Regions from separate parts of the Oryzias latipes genome. Here region 1 is linked to region 2. The links are chromatin contacts, called in public Hi-C maps. All regions are on one chromosome and are shown on one strand. The core of a region is the stretch at or near the end of the contact, and the rest is flanking DNA. Distances in the headings are between cores, read along the strand shown.

Evidence for each region. Hi-C and Micro-C count contacts between places; a contact is called where the count stands out from the background.
Region 1: a Hi-C map of embryo shows a contact between it and region 2, with 2.6 times the contacts expected there. The contact joins the enhancer-like site here to the promoter of ncoa3 in region 2. A contact is called at or near these places in 4 of 5 Hi-C or Micro-C datasets (embryo and gastrula embryo).

The regions. Positions count from the first base shown.
Region 1 is chr7:18,964,388-18,971,206 of ASM223467v1, reverse strand. It overlaps ncoa3 (nuclear receptor coactivator 3), which reads right to left. Exons shown (of 22, transcript XM_011477387.3): 2 at 2,893-3,000; 3 at 528-688. The coding sequence starts at 2,981. Among protein-coding and RNA genes, the nearest start is that of LOC110015293, 23 kb to the left of the region's middle. Within about 2 kb of position 4,211, at least 5 of the 8 cell types and tissues checked have an H3K27ac peak or open chromatin away from gene starts, as enhancers often do. A contact at or near this core is called in embryo, where this site is marked.
Region 2 is chr7:18,915,074-18,922,672 of ASM223467v1, reverse strand. It overlaps ncoa3 (nuclear receptor coactivator 3), which reads right to left and starts at 1,842. Exons shown (of 22, transcript XM_011477387.3): 1 at 1,587-1,842.

The sequences.
Region 1 (6,819 bases), core at 2,962-5,461, 46 kb before region 2:
TGGCAGGCGTCTTAGCAGCAGTCTGTTGTGATGTAAACAGACGATTTCCGGTCCACACCTTGACTTTACATTAATCCAGTTTTCCAAAAAGTTTGCTTTCCTCACACATGAACATAGGGTCCTTGTTCCTCCGATGGACCATCTATAGTGAAAACCCTGCATTAAGCTGCTCATTTCAGTGTTTGCTGCAGAAATGACAGGATAATAAGACTCAGAACTGTGACTGAGGCAGATATTAATCACATGGCAGCACGGCAGAATGACATGTGACTACCTGCAAATGTCCAATTAAAAATCCCTCGGCGAGGCCTGCACACAGCTGTGCATGCTCCTGACACACACATGACAAGCTAATGCCAATGTTTCCACACAAACACTCAGTTCTGTGAAATTTGTGGGGAGGGAATGGTTTGTCCTTGCAGCTGGGCTCTTTATGGGGCGTTATAGCATGCCTGGGAAATGCATGCTACATTTCAACTCAACCCAGCAGCGTCCGTTAACCTTTCCGGATTCCGACTTTTGCTCACCCTGCTCCTTGATCTGCCGGATCTGCCGCACCGTCTCCTTCAGGATGGCGCATTTGTCCGGTTTGACGTTAAAGCTGTCGATGTCGCTGAGGTTGGCGGAGATCAGCTCGGCCAGCTCTTCGATGTACTTGCTCTCCTGCTCCCGTCGCTTCCTCTCAGAACTGCGAGAAGCGACCCACAAACATCAGAAACTACCACTCCTCTGTTTTTAACCACATAGTCTGCTGTGAAGAGGACTGCAGGAAAGTTTAAGTATTCAATTTTGCTCTTTTTGTTCAGTTTTTTAAGATTTCACCTCAAGCTTTCCTTAACAATTCAAAAGACAGATGTTTGAGTACATTTTTTAAATTAGTAAATAGCAGCATCTTCCTCCATTATAAGGACTTCTAAATGCTTTTTCAACCCAAACCTTTAAGTTTTAGTTTGAGGGATACTTTTATCCTTCAGTTTTCTTGCTTTTTTATATTAAATTTAACAGACTCATGTTTTTGGTATAAAAAAGGTCTCTTAATTGATCCCTTTGAATGTTTGACATTGAAATTGAGATGCTGTTTTGATGACAGAGATGAACCTAAATGTTGTCCCCCTGTGTCGATAAAACTAGATAAACTGATGTACAGTCACTTTAAAGGCTTTCTTCCCCTCAAATTTCCTCTGACATTTCTAGTGGCCAACATCTCTTCACCAAAAGTGCTTGACCAGGTATTTCAAACACAGCGATATCTTTCTTTATCCTTCTCCGTCTGCACTGATGTCACACTTGAAGGCAAATTTATTTCTTTATTTATTTGTGATTTTATGAGTAGTTTTAAAGAGGGGAAATTAGGATAAAAATGACAACTTTAACCAATGAGTCAAGCTCTGAGATCTTTTTGAAGACAGATGTACGGATGAATAGATGGATGACTTTCATATGTGAAGGTGTCCAAACTTTCTTAAAAGTGCTAACTTCAGTGGTTTATCTGCAAAAGTACAAATACAAAAAAAAACACAAAAAAAAGTGCAAGTATGAAACATGTCATCAAATTGACATTAATCTGTATTTATGCCTTTATTTCATATTTATTAATTGATGGACAATTTCATAAAAACCGTTCTTCAAGTAAATAAACATGTGCTTTCTGGACTTACATTTTCTTCTAAAAGATGTTCTGTTTATTTTTTGGGTGGCTTCCTCATTTCTAACCAATGGTTGAGAGTGCATATATATTTTTATGTAAATGTTTATACTAAAACATCATGTAAGGCATTTTGGGAGAACAACCTTTAGCTGGGCCGGGAATAAGAATTTACATTACAGACATTTCATTTCAGACCCAATCCAATGAAAATTGTGTTTTTAGTGTTTTTAAAGTGTTCTTGCAGCATGTTAGAGAACATATATGAATAAAAATAAGCTTAAAATTTAATTTCTGAGTATTTTTTTATTCAAATTGTTGTGAATCAGGAGCAGATGAAAAAATGCCATTGGAAAAAGCTTATAGGTGTGACCTAGTAAATATGCAGGGCGGGCCAAATGGTCCCTGCTCAGCTCCATTCTGATGCATCCACCTGCAGACAAATATGGAAAATCCGTGTACGTCTTTCTTTTCCTCGTTTGAGCTGACATCTGACTCAAAACTGAAAGGCTGGAGCAATGTTGCTCGCCATTTTTGTTGTATTGGACATGTTATGTTGGGGGTGTGAGGGGCTGTAAGCTAGCAGGAGAGAGTGTTAACACAGTGGTCCCCGACCTTTTTCATGCCACGGACCGGTATGACGTCACACAAACTTTCACGGACCGGTCTTTCAAATATAGGCGGCTGATTATTGTAGCAATACTAGGTTGATGGAGGATCAAATACGTGACAAGATGAACCCTGTGCTTTTATTTTGACACGCTTAACAGTTGACATCGCACAGGTCTCATCATCCTCTCCCTTTCCCACACTTTCATGGTGGTACTTAATGAACCACGGACCGGTACCGGTCTGCGGCCCGGGGGTTGGGGACTACTGTGTTAACAGATGGATGATGGGAAGTGGGGGAAGGCTCACTAAAAGCCAAAGGTCCAACCCACAATTCAGTTCAAATGAATTAATGCTGCTCTGCAGAAACCATGTCCCAGAAAACAACACAAGTTATTTATTTTATTTTGGCTAAAAGCTGTGTAATTAAAGGCAACTAGGAACGCCTTGAAAGTAGATCAAAAGATAATCTGAGTGGGTCTTTAAGTACTAAAGTTTGCATCAGCAGTCCTGGACTTCTTCCTCATGCTGGCTGACGCTCTGCTCAGCAGCCACACGGACCAGAGTGGAGTTAAACCACTGACCCAGTAGCCTGGTTTCCTACATCTAAGTCCTCGTGTGCTGATCTCATAACTTACCCCAGAGCCGGCGTGTCGCAGGTGGACAGCTTGCGTTTTCGGTTTTCTGAACTCAGAGGCTCCATGGAGTTCTCCCCGAGTCCGCTCATCGTGCACACATATCAGTACCTGAAGAGGGGACACACACACAGAGACGGGGAAAGACACATTAGAAAGTGATTCCATGGTTCTTCTGAGCCTTTTAGCTGGTGTTGTGAAAGTAATTGTGACTGGAACTAGACATTCATCCTTTTAAACCCAGCAGAAAATAAACCTGCACATGGGCGTGCTGCAGAGCAGCACACAGTGGAGTGAATGCGCTTATTTCATGCAAATCGTATTCTCCTGGCACAGCCTGTCGAAAAAATAAACATGTCTCGTCGGCCTTCTCCTCCTCCTCCTGTTTGGAGAACAGTAAGCATGCAAGGTTGTGTTTGTTTGTGTGGGGCTGTGCATGCAGGGGTTCAACAGCACATGTGTTACACACACATGCAGGCACACACTCAGGATTAGCAGTGTCTCTGACGATAAGCCTCAGCGCACAACTAACCCCGTCAGACAGCCGTCTGTCTCCCATAATGCACCACATTTCATCTCCAGGAAGTGAGCTGATAAAGGTTGTGTTGGGGGGGGGGGGGGTGAAGGGAGGAAGGAAGAGGGGAAATAAAGGAAAGGAAGGGAAGAGTAAAAAAAGGGAGGGATGGAGGAGGTGTGAAGTGTGCACTGATAGGTCTCTTTTTTTTTGCCACAGTGACAGCAGCTGACACCGGGGAAAGGAGGGAGGGAGGGAGGGAGGAAGCGGACGCCAGGATGACGGGAGGGAGGAAGCGGCACAAACAGAGGGAGAGGATGAAGGGTAATCAGAGCAAAAAGAGGCGGGGGGAGAGTGATCGGAAAGAAAGGCGACAGGTGAAAGGGGGAGGAGCTAGAGTGCGTGGTGGTGTAACATCTTGGGTGCACAGAGAGTCTCAGTGCCCCCCCCCCCAACCTTTACAGCCATTGTAGCTTTTCATTTAATTGATTACATGCAGCACTGCCCCCCTCCCCCGTCTATGACAAACCAGGCCAGCGACGGGGGGGGGGGGGGGGTAATCATCAGAAACCCTCATCCCAACTATCTGACACGTGTCTTCACGCCAAGTAACAACAGGGGAGTCTAAAAGCACGAGGCTCTCAGAAACTCTTGCTTCATCTTGCCTCTGAGATTCTTTTACATTTCTCCTCTAGCACCCCCCCCCCCCCCCCCCCAATACAAAGTCCCTCCTGTCAGAGTACCTGCCTTTGTCTGCCTATCTGCATCCCCTCTTGCCTTTTTTCCACTCGGTCTGCTATCCTGCGTACACGCCTACCTGCCTCCCTGTCTGCCGCTCTTCATTAGACAAAACCCCCGCTTGTTGCTGTCTGATGAAACCTCCCAGGAAGAAGAGGAGCACAGGAAGTAAAAAAAAAAAGAAAAAAAGAAAAAAAAAAAAAGGAGAGGCGAGGGGGAGGAACAAAGTCAGAGGACTCAAAACTCCAAGAGCCGGAGCTAAGTGTTTGATTGAAACTCCGTCTGTGCTCCTACACCGATCAAACCGCCCCGCCAGCCCGCCCATTGATGAAGTCCTCAAAGGGGGTAGCTGCTCTAATTGCAGAGTGAATGAGGCTGCCCCAGAGAATGGCTGATGAAGGCTGCTGAATGCCCCAGGGAAATAGGTCACCTCCAGCCTGGCGCGGGCCGCGCGCTCCTCCAGCACGGGGAGAAAGTCAATTACACGCTACAGGCAGTGGGGCCTGGTGGAAGAGAGGCAGCGGGGCACAATGCAGCAGCAGGGGGGGCGGCGAGCAGGAGATGCACGGGGAGGGGAAGCGGAGAGGTGGATGGCAGTTTGGAGAGCGGCATGACATGAAAAAGAGCAGGGCATGAAGATGGCAAATTAAAAAAAAATAAGTGTGGGCTTGATGCCTTGCACCTGGGTAATGCAATTTCAGACTTAATTTGCCAGTAATAGCAGGCAGTCATTACGGAAAGCCTGAATAAAAAATGTAAAAAAAAAAAAAAAAAAGAAGAAATAATGGGGCTTGATTTTTAATGAGTTCACACTGGAACTTGGAAGAAAATAATAAAATATGCATGCATGTCAAGTTTTAGTCTGATCAGCAATAATGTAATATATGCCTGCAGCAGGACAGTGGTGATGGATGCAGGTGTGTGTGGCACTGAGGTCACACACTGCAGACAGGACTTCAGGCCTCCAGGTAAATGAACTGCAATTAAGGCCTTAGTCATGGGTGGATACGGGCCGTCTGGAAAATGGGTGAACACGTAGGTGGCCCCACACAAAATATCAAGGTTGTGTGTTAGTGTGTGCTCTCTGCGTGCAGCCTGACTGCTAGAAATGAGACAATCAGAACAAAAAGCTTGTGTGGACATCCTACAGGCGTGTCACATGCACCTGCACACCTCTTGCATTTGTGTGCCGTCAATAAGAAGCCAGTACATGCACCTTTTTAATGACTAGAGTTTGGGGTAAAGCGACATTCACCCCACCCTTGGCAACGCCCATTCAAGCGACCACTTCCAAAGAAAAAATCTATGTCAATGCGCATAAATGCATAAACTCCCATGATCATGCATATCTGTATGCAGGTTTCTACGACAGACGAGACAATCGTACGTTCCGTGTTCATGGTGTCCCTTAAGGTGGTCGCACGAGCTTCAAGGATATTGCGAGACACACCGGCGCTCTATTGCAGTCGAGGGTATTAAAGAGAAACGACTATGCAGTCGCACAGGTCTTAGATGTAGGAGAGTCATGGCAAACTCCTCTATAACCCAAAGAAACCCTCAGAGGAGGAATATGTGCTGCGTAAAACAACAACAAAGCAACACCAAGTAAACAGTCGTTAGAAAAGTGAACCGTCTGTGACCGTCTCCTCACCTTTTCAAAAAGTCTTCTTTCAGCTGCGCTCCTCTAAAGTCCTAAAACTTGGATTTTTAATGGGTAATTGGAAACCAAAAGGGGACACTTTACAACAATTCTGAGTGGCTACATCTCAATGATTTGTTGGTAAAAACCAAACTTTACCTGAAAGTCACATGTTTAAGGACATCATAGAAACTCTCTTTCCATTCCTAAATTCTGACAGTTTGCATGTTATCCTCACAATCCTGCCTCCCCATGAAAACCTATAGAGGGCTTTCCAACATGGCTTCAACAGGCAGAAGGTCTCTTGATCTGCTCAGCTGAGCATTTGAAAGCTTTCAAACGTTTCTGAGGCACACAACTCGGCCTCTGAAGCTGACCCGGCTTTCAAACCTGATCTTGACCCCAAAGGATTTCACGCAATGACCCCCCCCCTTTCCCACTGACCCACACTACCTAATGGGTCACTGAACAGGTGAGGACAGCGGCCCCTCAATCAACCTGGAATCCTTCAGGATCACCAGGTTTGAACCAGTGAAGAGCAGATCCACTGGTGGGATGAAAGGACATCAAGGGAGGGGAGGGAAAGTCAGAAAAAGATAAATAATAAATCAAACTAATGTGTCAGGTAAAAACAAACGTCCACGATGGTTTAAAATATTGCATCATCTTGTGTCCTATTTCACCAATAAAACTATCACTGCCTCCATTGCAGAAACACAAACGCGTGTTTTGATTTTTAAACTAGAAGCATTTCATTGTTTTGCAACATTAGGAAATATAAAACCTGCAAACAAACCCAAGTTTTCTTTTTTTTTTCCTCTTTGCATCAGTCATTAATGGGCGTACCTCAGAAATGTTTAAAGAGGAAAATATCTCTGATACAAGATTGACAGGTGGAATAAAGTTTGAGCTAAAAAAAAAGCTGTAGAAACTAAAATACGTCTCAGACATTAGTTAAAATATGCAAACGTATACAAATGCTTAGTATAAGTGTCAAATCCATGTCAAGACTCAAAGTCTAGGGGTAACTTTTTCATTT
Region 2 (7,599 bases), core at 593-3,092:
CCTAATTTTAGGATTTAAGTGTAAAAAGATACATTCAATTATTAATAGTGGTATTGTTTAAGAGATGGCTAAAAATTGCTAAATCGAATGGATCTTCACAAAGAAAATGGAATTTCTTTTCCCATAAAAAACAGATTCTAATGTTTTGAAGCTACAACTGATTTTGTTGTTTTTATTAATCAAAGTTTCACTTTTTTTTAAATTAAATTAATTTGATGAAGTAAATTTAAAAAAAGAATGATTATAACGGATGTTATGCTACTATTTGGCGTTTGACGAATGAATGGTTTATTCCTAAATAATGTAAAAAATATTAAATTAAAATAAATCAGAAAATAGCTGAAATCTAGCTTGCACTGTTAGAATTTCCAAAAAATAATTTGGTTAAAAATCCTACCATCATATGGGATTTTTCTTAGGTTAAAACATGAGAAGGCCACAAGTTTTTTCTGGAGACCCTATGAAGCGTAAAAACATTAAAGCATTTACAATAAAAACATTTTTTAAATGAACTAAACTTGTAGGTTAGTTCGTTTTTATGCTAAATGTTATAGGGACCCATACAGTTCAAACATAAAAAATAAGAGATACATTTTAAAATAAAATTAAATCCAAACTATTATTTAGATTTAGGAAACTTTGTAAATTCAGTCAAACTAAAAGCATCCTATAATATCTGCTGCTGACATTATGTCAGCAAGCAAGCACTGCAATACCATTTAGAAATATAAGAAAACAGGTGATTTAAAGTTGATAAGGGGAAAGTCTATAATGTAGTTCATAAGACAAAGTTTAGAGTGGCTCATGATTTTATAAAGTACCACTGATTGGCCTTAAGCTCCACGTGAGCTTTGACCGGCTCAGCTGTCAGGGCCTCAGTGCTGCCCCCTGCAGGCGAGGTGGCCACATCATTGCAGGGAGCAGAACTAGAGGGGAAGAAAGGAGACTGAGGGTTCCTCGTGGGGGAAAGCAATATGAATTAATGTGTGTCCCCCACTTTAAAACATCGAGGCTTTTTGCACACAGTAGCCCCCCTCCAACATAAGACAGCGATGCGCTTCAGCCCCTCTAAAATAAATGACAATTAGGATCGAACATGATGCACAACGACGCACGGGGATTCTTCTGCTTGTTGAACCCGCGCGACCAAAACATTTCGGTCCGATTGCGCTCGCGATGCGGCAGCGCCGTTTCCAGGGAACGAGACAGCCACTACTATCACCATGTGTTACGTTCTCGTCTCAACTCTCCACAGTGGGTCCTATCGCAAAACTTCCCCGTGTTGTTCTAAGCCAGAATCGCTCCTGCCCTCCGCCGTGAACAACGCCGAACGAACGGGACCAGCTCCGCCACAGCCTCGTGCATCTCGGCACCGAATGACACTTGCACCTGGACGTGCACTTCACAGCCACGGACGAGCTGATGATTCCTCACTGTCATGCACTGTGCCCCTAACGCACCGATGCCTCTGCTACGCTTGCACCTCTCTGCGCGAGGAGCCCGAACTCTCATTTCTGTGTCTGCAAAGCCAAACCGAACCGGGCTTAAAGTGGCCACGCTGTCGCGAGCACGCGACGCTGTCTTACCTGGCTCCCGCGTCTCTCTCCCGGATCGATAATTTCTTCTTTACACCATTAACTCTCCGCCATCTTCGTCACTGTTTGTTTAAATGGGAAACGCTGCCGAAGCCCGAGGAAGCCTGGTCTCTAAGTTGAAGTGGTGCGTGGGCTTCTGGGTAAACGAGTTTCCCCAGGAACATGCCCGCCCCGCAAACAGACTGCGTCCACCGCGGAATTGGACTACAGGCAGGGACAACCACCGCACGGGGGAGGAGAAGGGGAGGCGGGGGAGCAGCACCGTCTGTCTCGCTGCCTGTAGACGGATGTCAGCGACGAGAGAGACGTTGGCAGCGTGTGAATGATTATTTAAGCGCCGAGCGACATGACAATCAGACTCCAATGGCGGCAAAGCCAGGAGGAACGTTCACGAAACAAGACTTCACTCATTAGACGAGAGGCTAAAACGTTTAAACCTTTAGTTTGGCACTTCGGCAGATTTTCATTACAATAATTTGCATGACGGGGAGTTTACCTTACATTTTGAAGACACGCATTTTTAAACACATATGTGTAAACAAATTTTCTGTATTAATGTTTTTACATACTGCACATGAAAATTTAGATTAAAGGTTGCCAGATTTGGTGAGGTGAAAATCTGTGAGGGCAAACCATCCAGTTCTTTGAACCCTTAATTTAACAACATTAAATGCAAATTAATAAACCAAATGAATATTTTATTGCAATGGAATACATTTAATTTTTTCACAAAGAAGAAAAACGAATTACATTTTAACCAAAATTACTGTGAATTTTATATTTAAGGACCAGAAATAAAATAAAGAAAATGTTTGTTGTTTTTTATTTACGAGCCCCTGATCAACAATCATAACAGTCAATTCAATTCACAACGGAAGGTGGACATTTAAATGCAGGCTGCATAAGGCTCACAGACCAGACTTTGGACATGCCTGATTTATGACATCACCCATTTCTGGAGAGTGAAAATGAAGCCTAAAGTGAGTTGACGAATAAAGTTTCTTGCATCTGCTTTAACGATGTTGCAAAAATGGCAAAAAGACAGTGTAAAAGTAGAGTTTGGAGCTTCTCTCATAAATATAATTTGCACCAAATTGAGCTAGAAAAAATGTAAACATCTAGTTTAAGAAAATTTTCAACTGTGCTTCTCACACATATTTATCAAAGAAATCCTTATGAATCCAAAACAGATTACTGAATCATGAATGCATGTAGGCAGTGTACCAGGGAGGTCAATGGTGAATTGCTCTTTTCTGCAACCAACCCCCAGTGGTTAATGGTGGAACTGCAACACATAGTTCTTCCTGGCTTGTCTCAAACTCAAAATGGAGGGTGGAAATTAAGAGTGAAAAGTCAGGAATCGGTCAAAATGGCTTGCGAAACACTATTTTTTCTGATAGCCGCTCCCACCATCATTTAGCCCCACTAAAAACACCTCAAATTACTCATCAACACGAATACATCCACAGATGATGACCAGGCACCTTAAATCCGTCCTCACATTTTTGGACGAAGCCATTCCATCAGATCACCCAAACGGGCCATGCTGCTTATCTGTAAAGAAGGAAAAAGAAGGAGGAACAAGAATAAGAAATTGGAATCATGGAAATAAAACCTTTAAATAAAGAAACAAGAGGCTTTTTTTTATTTAAGCAGAATTTTCACAGCTCTAAAAGATTTGATATGAATAAGACTAAAAAAGGCTTGGATTTTTTCCACCCTGAAGAGTTTTACTTTCCCTAGAAGCAAATTGCCCCCTTTGACTCTTTGGAAAGAATAACAGTGAACATATCGCATGTCATGTGAGAAATTAACAAATAAAACACACTTAGAGAAAATGAAAGCATAGAAAACAAGTTCTGTGTTTCTTAGCCCTCATTTTTCTATCATTGCCCAAAATAATATTGTGGTTTCTCAATGTCTATCAGATTTTGGTTCTATCAACCCAGAAGTACTTAGTTATCCAGAGTCAAAGTTGTTGTGATATTTGCAGATTTTATGAGGATTGCTCCCATTACTTTGGTTTTATTTCCTTTAGTTGTGTTCTTTGGATTCAGGTTAAATTCTGTTTTGATGTTTTCTCCCTTGTCAAAGTCATATCAGATTTAAGTTGCTCATTTATCCAAAGCTTTCTTCGGTTAGTTAATTATTATCCTCAGTATGGTTGAAGAATCTGGCTTTCGTTTAAGTTCCATTCTGTCTGCTGTTGTCATGCCTTTTGTTTCTCCTTTTGTTCTTCATATTGAAATTCAGATGTTTCTCTAATCATTCCAGTTTTAAGATTCTTTCTCCATGACCGGTCTCCTGCATTTTGGGTCGTACATGATTCATTACAGTTTTTTAATCGAATGTGACAAATCAGTTTGAATGCTAAATTTGCAGTGAAAGATAAGATAAGCTATCTTTATATTCGCCCCTTTTGTTCCTGTTTTCAAAACTTCATAAATGCCATCATCAGTTGAGAACTTTCTGGAAAAAGTAGTTTTATTTCCACACTTTCCTTAAAAAAATACTACAACATTAACAAAAAAACACATAACAGCCAACATGTTAGACTTTGACCAAAAAAATGGTGTTTGGAAAGTTTGTTTTAACATTTATCCTTTGTGGATGCCAAATGTGAAAGTCATTCAACAGAACATTATTTTAAAAAAGGGAAAAATGTATTTTAGTTTAAGAAAAAGCAGAAGAAAAAAAACATGATTCTCGTAGCAACTTGAAGAGACCATATTTTCTGCTGGAAAAAAATCAAAGACACATTTTTATACGTATAATGTCATTTCTACCTGCAAAGCGCTCCAACTTCTCCAAACACTATTTCATTGTTGATCTACAGTTATAGGCGTTATTATCATGATTTTGTGGAAAAGTAATTGTAATGTTAAAATTATCCATGCATGTCAGACCACATATCGGTCTTTGTTTGAGGAGCAATATATTAAAAAAGAAAAATTTAATCAGCTATATTTTATCTCTTATTTTGCACGAAAAATAAATCTAGCACTCACTTACAAATTATTTCTTTTTTCATTAAAAAAAAAATTCAGCCCAGGTTTATTTTGAAAAAAGATTTTATTTTTGATTTTATAATAATAATAATAAGAAGAAGAATTGATACTTTATTTACCCCACGATGGGGAAATTCTTCTCCGCATATTGACCCATCCCCTGGGGGGAGCGGCGAGCTGCAGACTAGCCGCGCTCAGGGGGCAACAGCTGGCTGGGGTGAGCGGGGATCAATCCGCCAACCCTTCGGTTGTTGGACGACCTGCCTGAGCTAAACTGCCGCTCATAGTTGAAAGTAACATGTAATTTGTGTCAATGAACCACAAAATATTGTGATAATCTGGTCTAACAACATGAGGAAAAGACGTGGAAGCTTCCCAATGAAAGAAAACCTGTGACAGAATTGTTTTCGTTTGCTGCTTTTATTGTGAAATTTAAAACAGTATTAATAAACTTAAAGCAAGTCTTTGTAACAGATTGTTGCAGTTGCAAAAGCTGAAATGTGGCCCCACATCCTGCAGTTTTTTCCCTGGAATGAGCCTTTGTTGAGCAGACTTTGTCTCACTGAAGGACTCCTTCAGGCCACCTATCTTATAGATGAGTCCCATACGTGAGCTCCATATGCGAGCTGGAAGGGTCAATGTTCAGCGGTGACGTCGGAACTGCGTGGCCTATGAACCGGGACACGTCAGAGAGGCGCTCCGACTGCTGCCAACACTCACAAGGCAGGAACAGATAGCACCAAAACCCATCACCATGGAGATTCCAGGCAGAAAGGAGCCCTGAAAGACGGACAGATTCACGTGCAGGCGCATGGACACATGCAAAGTGAATAAGGACCCTGTTGAGTCGACAATAGTGGGAATGAAAGACGAAGAAGAGGGAAGCGAGACGAGATGATGAGATTGCGGAGTTTAGTTGGAGGCAGTTGGTGAAGGCGTGAGGACATGATCACATATTATGATAGATGTGCCTATTACCAGAGGAGAACGATAAAAGAGGGAAAACCGAAAGGTGTTAAAGAACACAAAGTGGAGAAAAAGAGGAGAGAGAAGGAAAGTGTGAAATTGTAGGTGTGATGAAGGACAGGAAGAAGTGTTGATGTTCAATAGAATAGAAATAAAAAGCCAGATGAAACTGCACTATTTTGATGTGAACATTGAGAAAAAGAAAGACTCAAAGGGGAGGTAAGTCGGACGGCATGAAAACAAGCTTGATCAGAATTTAAAAGTCTCTGGGTTTGTAATTACTCATCTTTCAAGATGAGTCACAAATGAACCGAAACCTCCAGTTTCAAGAGTCTATAGACTTTGGAACAGAGGATGTAAAGGATTTAGTAACAATTTTAGTTCAAGACAATGTACAGTCTTGACACAAGAACTGTTGGTGAGACATCTGTGTGCTTTAAACACTCCCATAGAGAAGGCCAAAGACCTCAGTTCTGTCTGGTAGATAAACTGGTTCCTTTGGTGAGTGGTCAGTCAGTTGGTTAGCGCAACACATTTTAGGATCATCATTTAAAAAATGCCACAAAACATGTTAAAAAACCACCACCAGAGTGGGTCTTTAAATGTTTGAGTTTTTTCTCTGGTATCAAAAATTCAGGACAAACATTTTTAGGTCCCAAGGTGTTAAGGTAATAACAGCTTTTCAATTTTATTGAATACAGACCTGTTTCTAACATATATTTCTGTGTCCTTTAGGTACACACTATTCATGATCAGCTGCACTCTGATAATAAGTCTAACTGCTGTATATTGAGGCAGACAGGTCAGCATTCCGATTTTAAGGATGACTGACACCAAGCTCAGCATTAATTGAATCTTTATAGTTAATTGGAAAACAAGGACATAAAAAAGCAAACAAGCTTATTATATTTGAAGATGAAAAGTGATTTTTTTTGTCCGCTCCAGCATTAATGTGCTGTAAGAGTAGTCATTAGTGAGTATTATCTCTGTGAAATCTGTTTATCCACCTTAATCTCTTGATTTGTTAAGGATGAGTTTTAGTGTGCTCTCTGAATGGTTGAACACATGAGACAAGTAAATAAAAAAACTAAAATATTTAATGAGTTCTAAGATTAAAACATCTTCCTGTGTGCATGGCTTGATTTTATTTTAAAGGCACGTATTACATTTTTGCAGATAAATCACATTTCTGCACAACACGACAATCAACAGATCTTGCCATTCTAACCTTTGCCCGTCAGCCCCGTTACCCTGAATGGTGCTTTGTTTCCAAACTTTGAATTCTACACATCAAAAGGTTTTTTAAATATATTTTATGAGAAAAGTATTTTTACAAACTTCTACAACCTGTCAATGGATCAAGAAGCCATTTAACTTTAAATGTCATGTTCATTTTTGACACCTCACCTGAAATAATCAATATACCAAAGCAATGTAGTCCTCAATAGGGTGTATGGAGTGTACTACTGGGTGTACCTGATGACCTCAAGAAAGTACAGCAAAAACAAAACATAAGTGGCATTTTTTTAATCCCAAAAGCCAGATATAATGACCAGGGTCAGGTCACAGAGGCCTTTGATTGCCACCCAGACTACATTACACCACCCCATTTTGAGCTTTCCTGTGGGTGGTGGGCCCACAAGGGAGTGATACCACATCATCCCATTAGGTGGGTCCATGGGGAGGGCCACAGCCACCAGGTGCTCCCGTGAGCCCCCACCCCAGGCTCGATGACCTCAATCTGAATCTTGATTTTGTCTACCCAAAAGGGTTTTTGTGTGCTGCTCATCCCCAAGGACTTGTCTGCCATGGAGACCCTACCGGGGGAGTTAGCCCCAGGCAGCTTGGCTTCTAGACTCTACTGGGAGCTAAGCTCTCAAACTCCCCCACCACGTTAAGGTGGAATTTCACAGTGGGGCTCCTCCACATTGAAAGGAGCCAGTTGAGGTGACTCAGGCATTTGGTTCAGATGTTTCCTGGACGTGTCCCTGGGGAGGTGTTCTGGGCACGTCCCACCGGGCAGTGAGCCT